Regions from separate parts of the Mus musculus genome. Here all the other regions are linked to region 3. A link is a contact called in public Hi-C and HiChIP or PLAC-seq data. All regions are on one chromosome and are shown on one strand. The core of a region is the stretch at or near the end of the contact, and the rest is flanking DNA. Distances in the headings are between cores, read along the strand shown. Region 1 has its middle 17 kb from the start of Gm35551. Region 2 has its middle 7.8 kb from the start of 8430430B14Rik. Region 3 overlaps Thada (thyroid adenoma associated).

Region 1 (3,915 bases), core at 390-2,889, 320 kb before region 3:
CCCTAAACCTGGAGTCCAGTCATTTGCCCATGGATTCCAGTGCTGATGGGGTGGGGGCTGGGGTGGGGGAGAAGGACAGAGAAATGATCAGTGCGTAGACTGAATTGAGAAAAACAGGAGAAAACAAACAAACAAACAAACACCAGATGTGGTGGTGATAACCCCAGGACTTGGGATGTGAAGGCGGAAGGATCAAAAATTAAGGGTAAGCCTTAGCTCCATAGCAAGTGAGAGGGCCAGCCTGAGCTACAAGAGAACTTTACTCAAAAAAGTAAAAGAAAACAACAAACAAAAAGGGGAAGCTAGCGGAGACCACGTAGATTTTACAGCCTACACATCAATATTACATGTCGACACTACATGTCAGTATCCCATGTCAATACTACATGTCAGAACTACATGTCAATACACGTCAGCACTACACATCAGTACTACATGAGTATCACACACTCAGGCCAGAGCTAATGGGGTTCTTCTTTAGCCAAGGCTAGTTAGTGAACACACTCAGGCCCACGTACAGAGGCCCACAGTCTGAATCTTGCCTTGTGTGCTTCAATGGGTCCGTTACTCTCAAGCACACACTTCTTAGCCCTGAATATTTCAAGTTGATTACTAGTATTTCCTCAACGAGATGAGTAAGATAGGGGGCTTGCTTGCTTGCTAAGCCTTCACCGAGCTGTGCTCACAGCCTGGGAGAAACACTGACCCACCAGTGAACCCTAAGTAGCCTCTAACCCCATGAGGAAAGGAACTGCATTGTCTCCCTCTGGCACTTAGCAGAGTCGCTGACGCACAGCTGGCACGGAGTCCTGAGTTGGGTTGAGGTGAACAGCTGTCCTCCCTCACCAGGGCACACTGAGCGGGCTGTTTGACCTTGGATGGTCCATGGCAGAGTGAGCGAGCACCCAGAAGCCCTTCTTTGCGCCCATCCTCAGAGCAGGCTTCTTGCTACGGCTTGGAGAAAGGTCCCAGGCTGGTTTGTGTCTGGTATTACATGTCTCATGTTGGGATGGGGTCCTCTCCTGGTCCTGGGCATGGGAACTCTCCTGGAAGAGCAGCTCCACTCAAGCGCATGACGTTTCTGGTGGGGGCAAGGCCTTCTATAAGAGTGGTCTTGGTTAAAATCATCGTTGCTCCATCCCTACCCAGCACTCCCAGTCTCCAGTGCTAGAGCAGCGAATGTCAGCCATCAATGAACCACCCCAGTTTGGGTATTTTATTAAGGTGACCGGAGAGGACTAAGGAGCAGAGGAGTCTGGCCACACTTTGGAGGAGACACCCAAAGCGTCTCCCTTCTTAGCCTCTGTGCTATCCGTCTGTCCCCTAAGAGTCAGTCACCACCTGGGCCTCGAGGGCAGTGGGGCATGTGTCCAGCACAGTCAACCTCTGCTTCCAGCATAAAAAGGCATTCCGGTGAGAGCTCCTTCCCCCTTCCTTTTCTTCCTCCCCGCTCTTCACTCTGCCCCTCCTCTTGCTCCAAGAGCGTCCCAAGTGACATGTGGACCCAGATCAAGCCTTTGTCCTCGGGCCCCTGCTGAAGCCTTTCTGGATGGCTGCCTGCCTTCCTCCTCAGCTCCTCCAGCCAGCCGCCTACCTCACCCTCCTCACCCCCACCCCTGCCATTCCTGTTTGTGAACAGCTTTCTAAATACAGCCAAACTTCCCCTTTCTGTCCATAGGGCCCACAGAGTAGCTGCGGCAGGACAGTGCCTCCGCAAAGGTTCTTTTCACGAAGTCTGGCTGAGACCCACACCCTCTGGCTCTCGCCACAGTTTCCCCCACGCAGGCTCTGGAAGAAACCGTGCCCTCCAAAAGCAGTCCCAACCCTCTGCCCATCTCGTCTAGAGAAGGACAGAATCTACAGACCAAGGATCCAGGATGCCTGGGTTGGAGAGGAAAGAAGACCAACAGTTGAGCTGGCTTCGGCCTGCCCCTGCCCCTGCCCCTGCCCCCGCCCCCGCCCCTGCCCCTGCCCCTCCTGCCCCTGCCCCTGCCCCTGCCCCTGCCCCTGCCCCTGCCCCTGCCTCCTTGTCCCTGCCCCTGCTGCAGTGCTGTGAAGCCCTAGGTTAGCTGTTCCTTCTAAAACTCTCTTGTTTCCGGAATGAAGGGCTAGCTTAGTAGATTTTCCTGGCCCCTTCTCTTTCTTGTCCATCTCTCCCCAAGGTACTCTCATCCAGTGCCTGGAGAAACTGTTTGGCCAGGGACATGTCAGTACCAGAGGGTAGTCACCATTCCAGACTCCTGCGCCATACCTAGTGTTCTTTCTGTGGCACTCTCCCCTCGGGAAGGCAGTTCTCTCCATCTTGGCCACAGAGTAGGGTCACCTGGGGAGATGTTACAGTACCCCCAGCCTGTCCTCAGGCACACTTCATATCAAAGAAGTCAGTCTGTCTGGGAAGTGTCAAGGCTACCTTGGCTGATCAGGTCAGGGGTGAAGGCCTTGCAGAAAGGCTCCCAGAGGCTAAGACAGTGCTGCAAGCCAGAGTTGACACTACCGCCTTCTCTGCTGAGCGAGGGTTCAGCTATGGAAAGAGCCCTAGTGTGAAGTGCATGTCTGTTGTGAGTGGTGAGGTAGGCCTGGGCCATACATATATTTGCCACCTAGTCATGGAGGCCCAGAAGCCCCCACTCTAAAAATGTGGTACAAGGCCAGCCTTCAGACTGTGGTCAGCAGAGGGATCTCTTAGAGATTGAGAAAGGTTAAATAGAGAAGGGAAACCCAACTGGGGCAGAGGCTGTGGGAGAGATCAGGGCAAGAGGAAGGAGACTGTCCTCCCTCACTGTCTCCCTCCCATCAATCACTCCTGGGGGGGGGGGGACCACTCAGCTAGCAGGCCACAGGGCACAGGATATAACACCCCGTCAGGATGCAGGACATGTTCCACCTCCAAGCCTTGCAGGTATTGAAGCATAATCATTTGGCCATCCCTAGGCCAAAGGGAATGTTAGATCAGATTCCAGAGACATCACGGGACATCACATCAGGGGACCCAGATGCTTCGGTGGTTAACTGTCTCTGATGGAGACCTTTCTCCCACGTCTCATCTGCCCTCTGTCAAAACATCCTGGCAGGGAAGGAAGGCCAAGGACTCTGCTGCTAGCCAGCTCTGCAGCTGTCCCCTCACCTATCCAGTAAGTAGACAGACATGACAAAGGAAGACTACAGGCACCACGCCCCTGGAACATATCACTCATCTCAACTCTACAAGGGTTGCCCTTGGCAAACCTAAAGAAGATTAAACCTCCATAGAAAACATATGGGAAGGATAGCTCGGACCCGCGCAGAGCATCTAATTAACATGCTTGCACGAGGCACTGCAGGAAGGAGGGAGGTAGAGGCAGAGAGAGAACTGAGCAGCAGGTGTGTGCAAACAGTTATCAGAACTGAAGGGATGTATGTAACTTGGAGGCTATGGAGGAAGCTCACCCGAGCAGCCACCATCAGAAAGTGAGCGCAGGGAAAGATGGGGACTCCAGGAATGCTGCTACTCAGTCAGGGGGCTTTGATCTTCCTCTCCTCAGAGGACATTTGACAATATCAGACATTTCTGGTGGTCTCACACAGTAAGAGAGACCAGCAGGGCTGTTGAATGTGTTACACTGCACAGGAAAGCCCCAAACTAGCTGGCTTTGAAATGTCAGCTGTGCAAAGGGAAAAGACTATAGCCTAGATAAAGGAATAAACAAACAGATACTGCACCACGTCAGACCATTAAAAATTAAAGGGGTGGGGTGGCAAGATGGCTCGGCAGGTAAAGGAGCTTGCTGCTAAACCTGATGACCTGAGTTCAGTGCCACAGGACAGGAGAGAATTGACCCTCAAAAGTTGTCCTCTGACTACACACACACACACACACACACACACACACACACACCCCTTTCCATCATATGCCTCTACATACAAAACAAATTTGTT
Region 2 (3,526 bases), core at 625-3,124, 430 kb before region 3:
CCAGCTCTCTCACATGCAGAGACCCAAGTCTGAACCTTTCACAGATGGAGGAATCAGTCCCCAAACAAGAGCTTTCCTGGAGGGGAAGAGGGCGATTGACTCTCGACAGAGCAATTGTTCTACAGGGATGCACATTCATCAAAATCCGTCAAGCTGTGCACTTAGAAGCTCTGTGCTTTGTATGCAAATGATTCTCCCAACAAAGCTGGGTTTAGTGAAGAGCTGGGTTGCAAAAGGCAGGATACAGAGGCTCTGGGAAATTGAACGGAGGCACTTGAGAGTAGGCCCAAGCAGTCACAGAGAACCCAAGCTGGGGTCAGAAAGACAAGCTCTTCCATAACTGTGGCCCCCTTCCCATAGGAAGAGGCTGTCTTGCAACGTCATGGTTCAGTGCTGTGTTCAGGGCACACACATACTGGTGCTGAGATCCACATCAGGCTCTCAGGTCTGACTACCCTGGTGGAAGTGGGGTAGAGCTGGGGCAAGCTCTCCTGGTGGCACGCTTCCTTAGCTCTTTCACATAGAGTGGGCAGAGCAGTTAAAGGGTTGAGGAGACAGCAGATGTCTCACGGTGGGGTGCAAGGTGTAGAGATGCTTTTATTTGAGTCCCTGCTGAGTTCCCCTCCACAGGAAGCTGCTTTGGATATCCTAAGTGTGAAGGATGGAGAAGGCATTAGAGGAAATTGGGGTTCCCTAAAGAAGGGCAGAGGTTTTTTTTTTTTTATAGACAGAAACAGTATCAAGGAGTTAGAGAGGTGCCACTCAGTTGGTAGAATGCTTGTCTAATAAGCATGAAGTCCCTGGGTTCTACTCCCAATGCTGCAGAAACTGCAGCCCAGGAAGTCTAGTGCTTGGAGGGTGGAGGCAGGAGGAGCAGAAGTTGAAAGACAGCCTGGGATCCACAAGATTCCCATCAGCGGTTGGAGGGCTAAAAATACAAAACAGAAAACCAAAAAATAACATTAAGTTGAAACCGTCTTAAACATGGCAGATCTCCACTAGCAGAAGGAGTCTGAAGGTATTGCTTTTGGGGCTGCCTTGGTCCTGTTCACACAGATCTTCAGTCCGCTGCGTAGATTGGATTTATTTTTACCTGTGGGTCCCTCCTCCACCAAAGAGTGTAAATTGCTTATCACTCCTGACTCTTGCCCAGGGACCAATACAAACATCCTGGTGCTTAATAATTGCTGGCAGATGAAGGACTCAGCCACAACTCTAGCAAATACCAAGAGCGGGTGTGGCTAGGACGGGGGCTTTGGTCCCCACCATCTTCCTAACACAGCCACACCCTTCTTGGCTTGTATCCCTAAGGAGCTATCTAGGTTCCCAAATCCTAATGATCCCTCTGTCTGTAGAGTTACACATTTTTGCCAGTGAAAAATCTGAAGTCCAGAGAATTTAAGCGATTGTCCCAAGGACACACTTGAGGAATTGACAGAGTCAGGCTAAGAACTTCCTGGCTGCTCCACTGCCCAGGCGATTTGAGCTACACTCTCTGTTCCCCACCCCACCCTATGCAGTGCCAGAGCTCCGTTGGGTGGGGCTGGCCAAAGGGAGACTTGAGGCTTGGCTTGGGCCAGGCACTCATGGAAATTGGACCGTTTTCCTGGGGCGGAAATGAGAAACAGATGTGACTCCAGGAGCTGGGGTGCAGACTCATGCTGTGTTGGGGGCTCAGGTTACAGAAGGGACATGTGACTGTGGTTATAGAAACTGCCTGAAACCCCAAAGCTGGGGTCCAGCCTGGGCCTGGGAAGCGAAGCTCCCTCCCCTGACTCTCCACTTTCTGGTATCTGTGAGAGCCTGATACAGCCAGTAGAACAGGAAGCTGGGGGAGTGGAGGAGGGGGGACACAACCCCAACTGCTGTGGCTGCTCACCCCACTCTGTATGTACTCAAATCTGCTTCTCAACTCAGAGCTGAGCCCCTGTACCCCACATGTCCCCTCAGGAGATTGCTCAGAAAGGCCAAAGCTGCCCCACAGAGGATACCAACAGTCTAGGCCTGGTTGGAGAGCCTTAGAGCACCTCTAAACATGTTTGCAACCTCACCCGATACTTCCTGTGTCACCAACCTGCCCCAAGTCTTTGGAGAAAAGGGGTGACCCCTGCTCACAGCACTTGATTCTTCTGGGAAAGCATCAGGTGCTGGGAAGGCTTCCAGAAGCTTCACCCGAGTGAGGGTGGTGGTGACCCGAGTGTGGGGGATGGGATGAAGCCAGATTCCAGAGCGAGTGAGGCTCCCAGGTAGGCAGAGAGCCCTGAGTGGTTTAGTAGGATACCGTTTGTGAACATCTAAGCTGATCTGTGGAGGTCCCCAGACCTCACGTTTGGTCCGAAAAGTACCTCATTCGATGGTGTACTCATATATTCATTTAATAGGTGTGTTTGCACACCCTTCTGACACTAGCATAAGCCCTGCAGAGCCAGAGGTGACAGGGCATGGATTCCTTCTCCAGGACTTCCTTGCTGGTTCATTCACTATAGAGGAGAGTATGGACTTCATGCCAGCACCCCTCTGGACTATGGACGCTGTCAGTGGTCAAAACACAGCCACAGTGAAATGGGTGTCTGCATGGGGACATGGCCTATAAAAAACAAACCTAGACAGGCGCAGCGACTCTGACGCAGAGGCCCACTGTAATCCTAGCACGAAGGAGGCAGATAGGAGGATTAATGAAAATTCATACCCGGTCTTCAGACCGGCCAGGGCCACGTAGTGAGAGTCTATGTAAAAACAACACACCAGGTCGAACATGGTTGTGTACACCTGTAGTGCCTGTAATACCAGCACTCAGGAAGCTGAGGCAGGAGGCTTACAGTGAGTTTGAGGTTACTCAGGTCAACCTGGATGAGAACATGAAATTCAGTGTCGGGGAAAAATAGGAAAGAAAAATTAAATAGTCTGTTTGGAAGGAGGCAAGTGCTGCGGAAAGAGAGATTAAACCAGGTGCGTGGGGATTGGGATTGGTCACTCTCAGAATTGCTGTGATAGAAGCAACTGATGGGGTGGAGGAGGGGGATTGTTAGCCTTGGCTCTCAGGTCAGAGGGAACTGTCCCTCACGGCAGAGTGAACATGGCGGAGTCAACCCAGCAAGGCAGGATCTTGCGTTGGCTTTTCCAGTTATGACCACTAGGAAGCAGAGAGCCGGAGCCAGAGACAACTGTTACTTTCAAGGTCCCAATTGTCCCACTCCTGACAGGTACACAGGGTTCCACGGTGTCCCAAACAACTTGAACGGCTAGGGTCCAAGAATTCAAACACACAAGCCTGCGGGAGACAGTTTACATTCACAATATAACAGAGGGTTAAGGAGGTAGTGTCTCGATGCCGTGGTCCCCAAGCCAAGACAGGAGGGACGCTGTGGCAAAGCATTGGAGCTGGAGGGAGAGTTGAAATGAGGTATCTAGGGGGTGTGCAAAGGCCTCAAGGCAGGAGCAGCAACGAGGAGACTTCGAGGGAGGGGGACTGGGGAGGGGCCTTTAGCTGTTAGAGTGGAAGATTCCAAAGAGTTTTTTTTAATTT
Region 3 (3,670 bases), core at 254-2,753:
AGGCCCAGCCTGGTCTACAAAGTGAGTTTCAGGACAGATAGGGCTATACAGAGAAACCCTATCTCGAGGAAAAAAACAAAAATTCTCCCCGGATATTTTATTATTATATTTAATTGAGCCAGGGTCTCATTTACAGTTCAGGCTGGCTTGAAACTCACTACATAGCTGAAGCTGGCCTTGACTCTCTGATGATCCTCCTGCCTCAGCCTCCAAGTACTAGGATTACAGGCACAAGCCAGCATACACAGCTCTCAGGGACCCTGAAGGAAACCAAAGCTAAAGTGAAATAAAAAGAAGATACTGATTTCTAATCTTAAAATTAAACATGACACTGCCCTTTAAATTTAACATATTCTACTTCTGACTTTTTATAAAACCCTAAAGCAAATTAGCAATGTTTTACAGATTTACAGGTCACAAGTCCACAGGGGAGAACAGCTACTTGCTATGTCTCCAGGCATCTATAGCTTACCATCAGATAAACTAGCAGTCTATAAATGTCTAATTTTGGTTTGACAGTATACTATAAAATAGTAAGCCTTAATTTAAATTCCGAGTTTAAAACAGAACCATTTCTTATAATGTTGGGACTGTCTCCAGCTGGAAGACTCTAATTCCATTTTGTTTACATGAGACGCTCCACAGGACTTAAAGCCTAATAAAATGACTATGTTTAAAAGCAATCCTGCTCCATTATAATCATTTCTTACTAACAATGAGAATTTCTTCAAAATCTAAGCTTTGTTCCTCTATATCATTATAAAGGCTTTCTGGTGTGCAGACACCGTCTTACCAGAAGGTCTATTTTCCTTGTTCTAGCAAATGCTCAGCACAGACCGTCTGACTGTTACCCTTCAGGCCTGGGTTCTCCAAGTGAGGCACTGCTTCGCTGCATAACTCAGCTCTGGGTGATCAGAAAACCACATCTGAGTCTTCTCTGTGTTCCCACAACACCCATGCAGTAAAACAGTCAGTAAACAGGCGACTAAATGATGTGGTCTCTCCTGAAGTTTAAAAGTTAACACTTCTACTCATCAGAGCTCAATATACTCATAATTTCTAAAATCTAATATAAACAAAATAAAACAGGCAATTCCTTTGTGACTTATGAATACTAATGAGTGAATTCCGTTTGTAATCAATCACAAAAAAATTAAATAATGACACAACAGAGGAAATGCACCCAGCCAATCAAGGACCCCGATCACCCACGCATCACCAGAATCTGAAGCAGAAGGTTCTACCAGCTGGCAATACTTCCTCACAGGGTTTCTGTGGGAACAACTACTACAGAGTGTGACGCAAGCAAGTGTGAAGAAAACGTACCCAAAAGCCTGTTTTTAGAAACACTAGGTGGAATCTACAGAGAAATTGATATTCAACACAGAAGTTATTTTAAAACCTCAGTAGGCATTTAAAGATCAGTATCAGCATCACACTGGAAAGAGGGCCAACAAAATATCCAGCAGGTCTGTCAGCAGAGCAGCAAGCTCGAAACCTAGACACACACCAGTGAGTCAGGAAACACTGAGATAAGCTTGTGTGCACTGCTCACTCTTGAAGGGTCTCAGCTTACAGCCCTCAAAGCAGCTTTATCTCTGCCACCAGCGCAGGACACTATAAAAGAACCTTTCATTGTGTGATTACAGAGCAGGACAGTCAGACCTGCCACCAGGGGAACAATTTCCTCTTGAAGAAGCTGGGAGAGCACACTGCCTCACAAGAAATGCTCTATAGGAAGGATCAGGTAGTCAAAACTCCAGTAGAAAGTTATCTTTCATGCCTTGAGAGAGCTGGTGTGGGGAAGGGGAAGGGGAAATCACCTTAAAGAAAACCTAAGTGAGTCACTCAGAACAAAGGGAGCACTGTGCCACGCGAACCCATGAGGGGAAGGACAGAGGCAGAAATTAGCTTTGGGATCTTTGTCAGCCCAGGTAATGAATCCATTTCCTCATACTGAAGGGAGCTGGGGAGTATCACAGCAAAGCGCCTTCAATGAACCAAGCATTAAAAACTCAGAATTGAAAATAAGCACCAGCTCTCCTCTCCATATAGCAACAAAGTCCCCAACTTGTCCTCCTGCCTCCTGTCAGCCGTGGTTATAATCATCCTCCTGTGTGCGCTCCTTGAGTAGTCAGCCTTAACCAAGGTCAGAAAGCAGGGTGATCTGAGAACAAAAGCAGGACCCCCAGAACGTAAGAGGGAGGTGAGAAGGAGACTCAGGCTGACTGCTGCTGTTTTAGCTTTACAGAGAGAAGTCGGCTAGGTTCACACTCACCTATCTAAGTGGTGACCTCTCAGGTTGGTGGGTTTTGTCAGCATGTACAGCAAAGGTAGCTTTGCTAAGTGACTATGTTCTTGGCACCAAGAATGTGCAGATTTACCTTAGGTACAGCCAGTCACCCTGATACAAACTAATTCTTGAAAGTATTAAATATATGCAATCACTTTTTATTTATAAAAGCAGAATTTAGAACCTGCTGTGGTTCGAGTACTTGGAAGGCCAGCCTGGGCTCAATAACAAGGCAGTGTCTCAAAAGTCAATATGACGAAGAGCTAGACGAGCTGTCAAGAGCACTTGCTGCTCTGGTAAGAGGACCCAGGGGTCAGTCCCCAGGATCTACATGGTGGCTCCCAACCATCTGGAATTCCAGTTCCAGGGGATTTGGTGCCCTCTTCTGGCCTCCACAGACACAGCGCACACTTCTGATGCATAGTTCTATGCAAGCAAACACCCAGAAAATAATCAAATCTGAAATATTTAAATAAAAAAAACATTTTTTAAAGAAGCAATTTTATGTTCAGAAAAACAGAAATCCTATAGTAATGTAAATGGCATTACTTTCTGGATGGCAGCATTTCATGGATTAAATGTTCCTAAGCTAAGACAGTGGTTTAAAAGCCAACAAAACTGAGAATAAAGGTTTTCACAGAGACCAGTTTGAGTCAGCACGCAGCAATTACTTACACCCCACCCTTCCCCAAGCCTGTGATGTCTTCTCTCCGCTTCCTATGAGGCTATCATGTAAAAGCCCGTCACATGTGGAAGACCAGGCAGCTCGTCCGACAGTGGTGCTTCTCTTAGTGGGCAGGAGTCTCTTCACTGACGCGCAGTCACGGGAGAATTCTTCAGATTCTAAGTTTGTGTAGTTGCTATTTTTAGTTTCTTCTAAATTTTTTTCTTTATATTAGTTCTCAATTTTAACATAGCTGTTCCACATAATTTCATTATAATATATAAACTTTGGGTGTGGTGGGGAGGGAGTCAAGGCATAATAATTTTCATAGAGAACTTCCAAGCCTTTCTCATTTATAATCAAAAGCAAAATGCATTCCTTTAATTTGTCCTTGAAAAGAGAAGTTGACAAGTCAAAGGATGTTAGCCTGTGTTTACTTCGTAAGGAGATGGGGCATTCACACTAGTGAAATAGCTAATCTGGATTCCTCGGCCAGAAGCAGGCAATGGCACTTTAGCCAGCTGGAATAACGGCTCCCAGGAAGGCTGGGACAGCAAGGCCTGCTTGATCTGAGGAGACTGAGGAGACGCTGCCCCCAATGTGCTGCTTGCCTTTGCCCTGTGCTGTTTTTCCAAGGCCTTGCAACATCACTGGCCCAGCTGTTAGCCAGATGTAAGACATGAGCCAGAGTGTGAGAATAAAAATATTAGCAT

What was found. Hi-C and Micro-C count contacts between places; a contact is called where the count stands out from the background. HiChIP or PLAC-seq counts read pairs in DNA pulled down with a chosen protein or histone mark.
Region 1: a Hi-C map of the Ba/F3 cell line shows a contact between it and region 3, with 3 times the contacts expected there. The contact joins two enhancer-like sites. A contact is called at or near these places in 13 of 484 Hi-C or Micro-C datasets (3T3-L1-derived adipocytes, the Ba/F3 cell line, DN3 thymocytes and 7 more), 5 of 115 datasets of contacts at active chromatin or transcription factors (the HPC-7 cell line, T-cell acute lymphoblastic leukemia, effector CD8 T cells and 2 more) and 2 of 9 other capture datasets (adipose tissue and embryonic stem cells).
Region 2: an H3K27ac HiChIP or PLAC-seq map of regulatory T cells shows a contact between it and region 3, with 11 times the contacts expected there. The contact joins two enhancer-like sites. A contact is called at or near these places in 2 of 15 datasets of contacts at CTCF or cohesin (CD8 T cells and large pre-B cells), 2 of 484 Hi-C or Micro-C datasets (bone marrow-derived macrophages and uterus), 21 of 115 datasets of contacts at active chromatin or transcription factors (CD8 T cells, DN3 thymocytes, the HPC-7 cell line and 15 more) and 3 of 9 other capture datasets (adipose tissue, embryonic stem cells and pancreatic islet).

Annotation. Positions count from the first base shown.
Region 1 is chr17:84,099,137-84,103,051 of GRCm38.p6, forward strand. No RefSeq gene overlaps it. Among named protein-coding and RNA genes, the nearest start is that of Gm35551, 17 kb to the left of the region's middle. Within about 2 kb of position 1,640, at least 85 of the 459 cell types and tissues checked have an H3K27ac peak or open chromatin away from gene starts, as enhancers often do. A contact at or near this core is called in the Ba/F3 cell line, the G1E-ER4 cell line and the HPC-7 cell line, where this site is marked.
Region 2 is chr17:83,988,992-83,992,517 of GRCm38.p6, forward strand. No RefSeq gene overlaps it. Among named protein-coding and RNA genes, the nearest start is that of 8430430B14Rik, 7.8 kb to the right of the region's middle. Within about 2 kb of position 1,875, at least 209 of the 459 cell types and tissues checked have an H3K27ac peak or open chromatin away from gene starts, as enhancers often do. A contact at or near this core is called in CD8 T cells, DN3 thymocytes, the HPC-7 cell line and 7 more, where this site is marked.
Region 3 is chr17:84,418,603-84,422,272 of GRCm38.p6, forward strand. All of the region lies in intron 21 of Thada (thyroid adenoma associated), which reads right to left. Among named protein-coding and RNA genes, the nearest start is that of Gm24722, 29 kb to the left of the region's middle. RefSeq lists an enhancer at 3,118-3,670. Within about 2 kb of position 1,504, at least 130 of the 459 cell types and tissues checked have an H3K27ac peak or open chromatin away from gene starts, as enhancers often do. A contact at or near this core is called in the Ba/F3 cell line, CD8 T cells, DN3 thymocytes and 9 more, where this site is marked.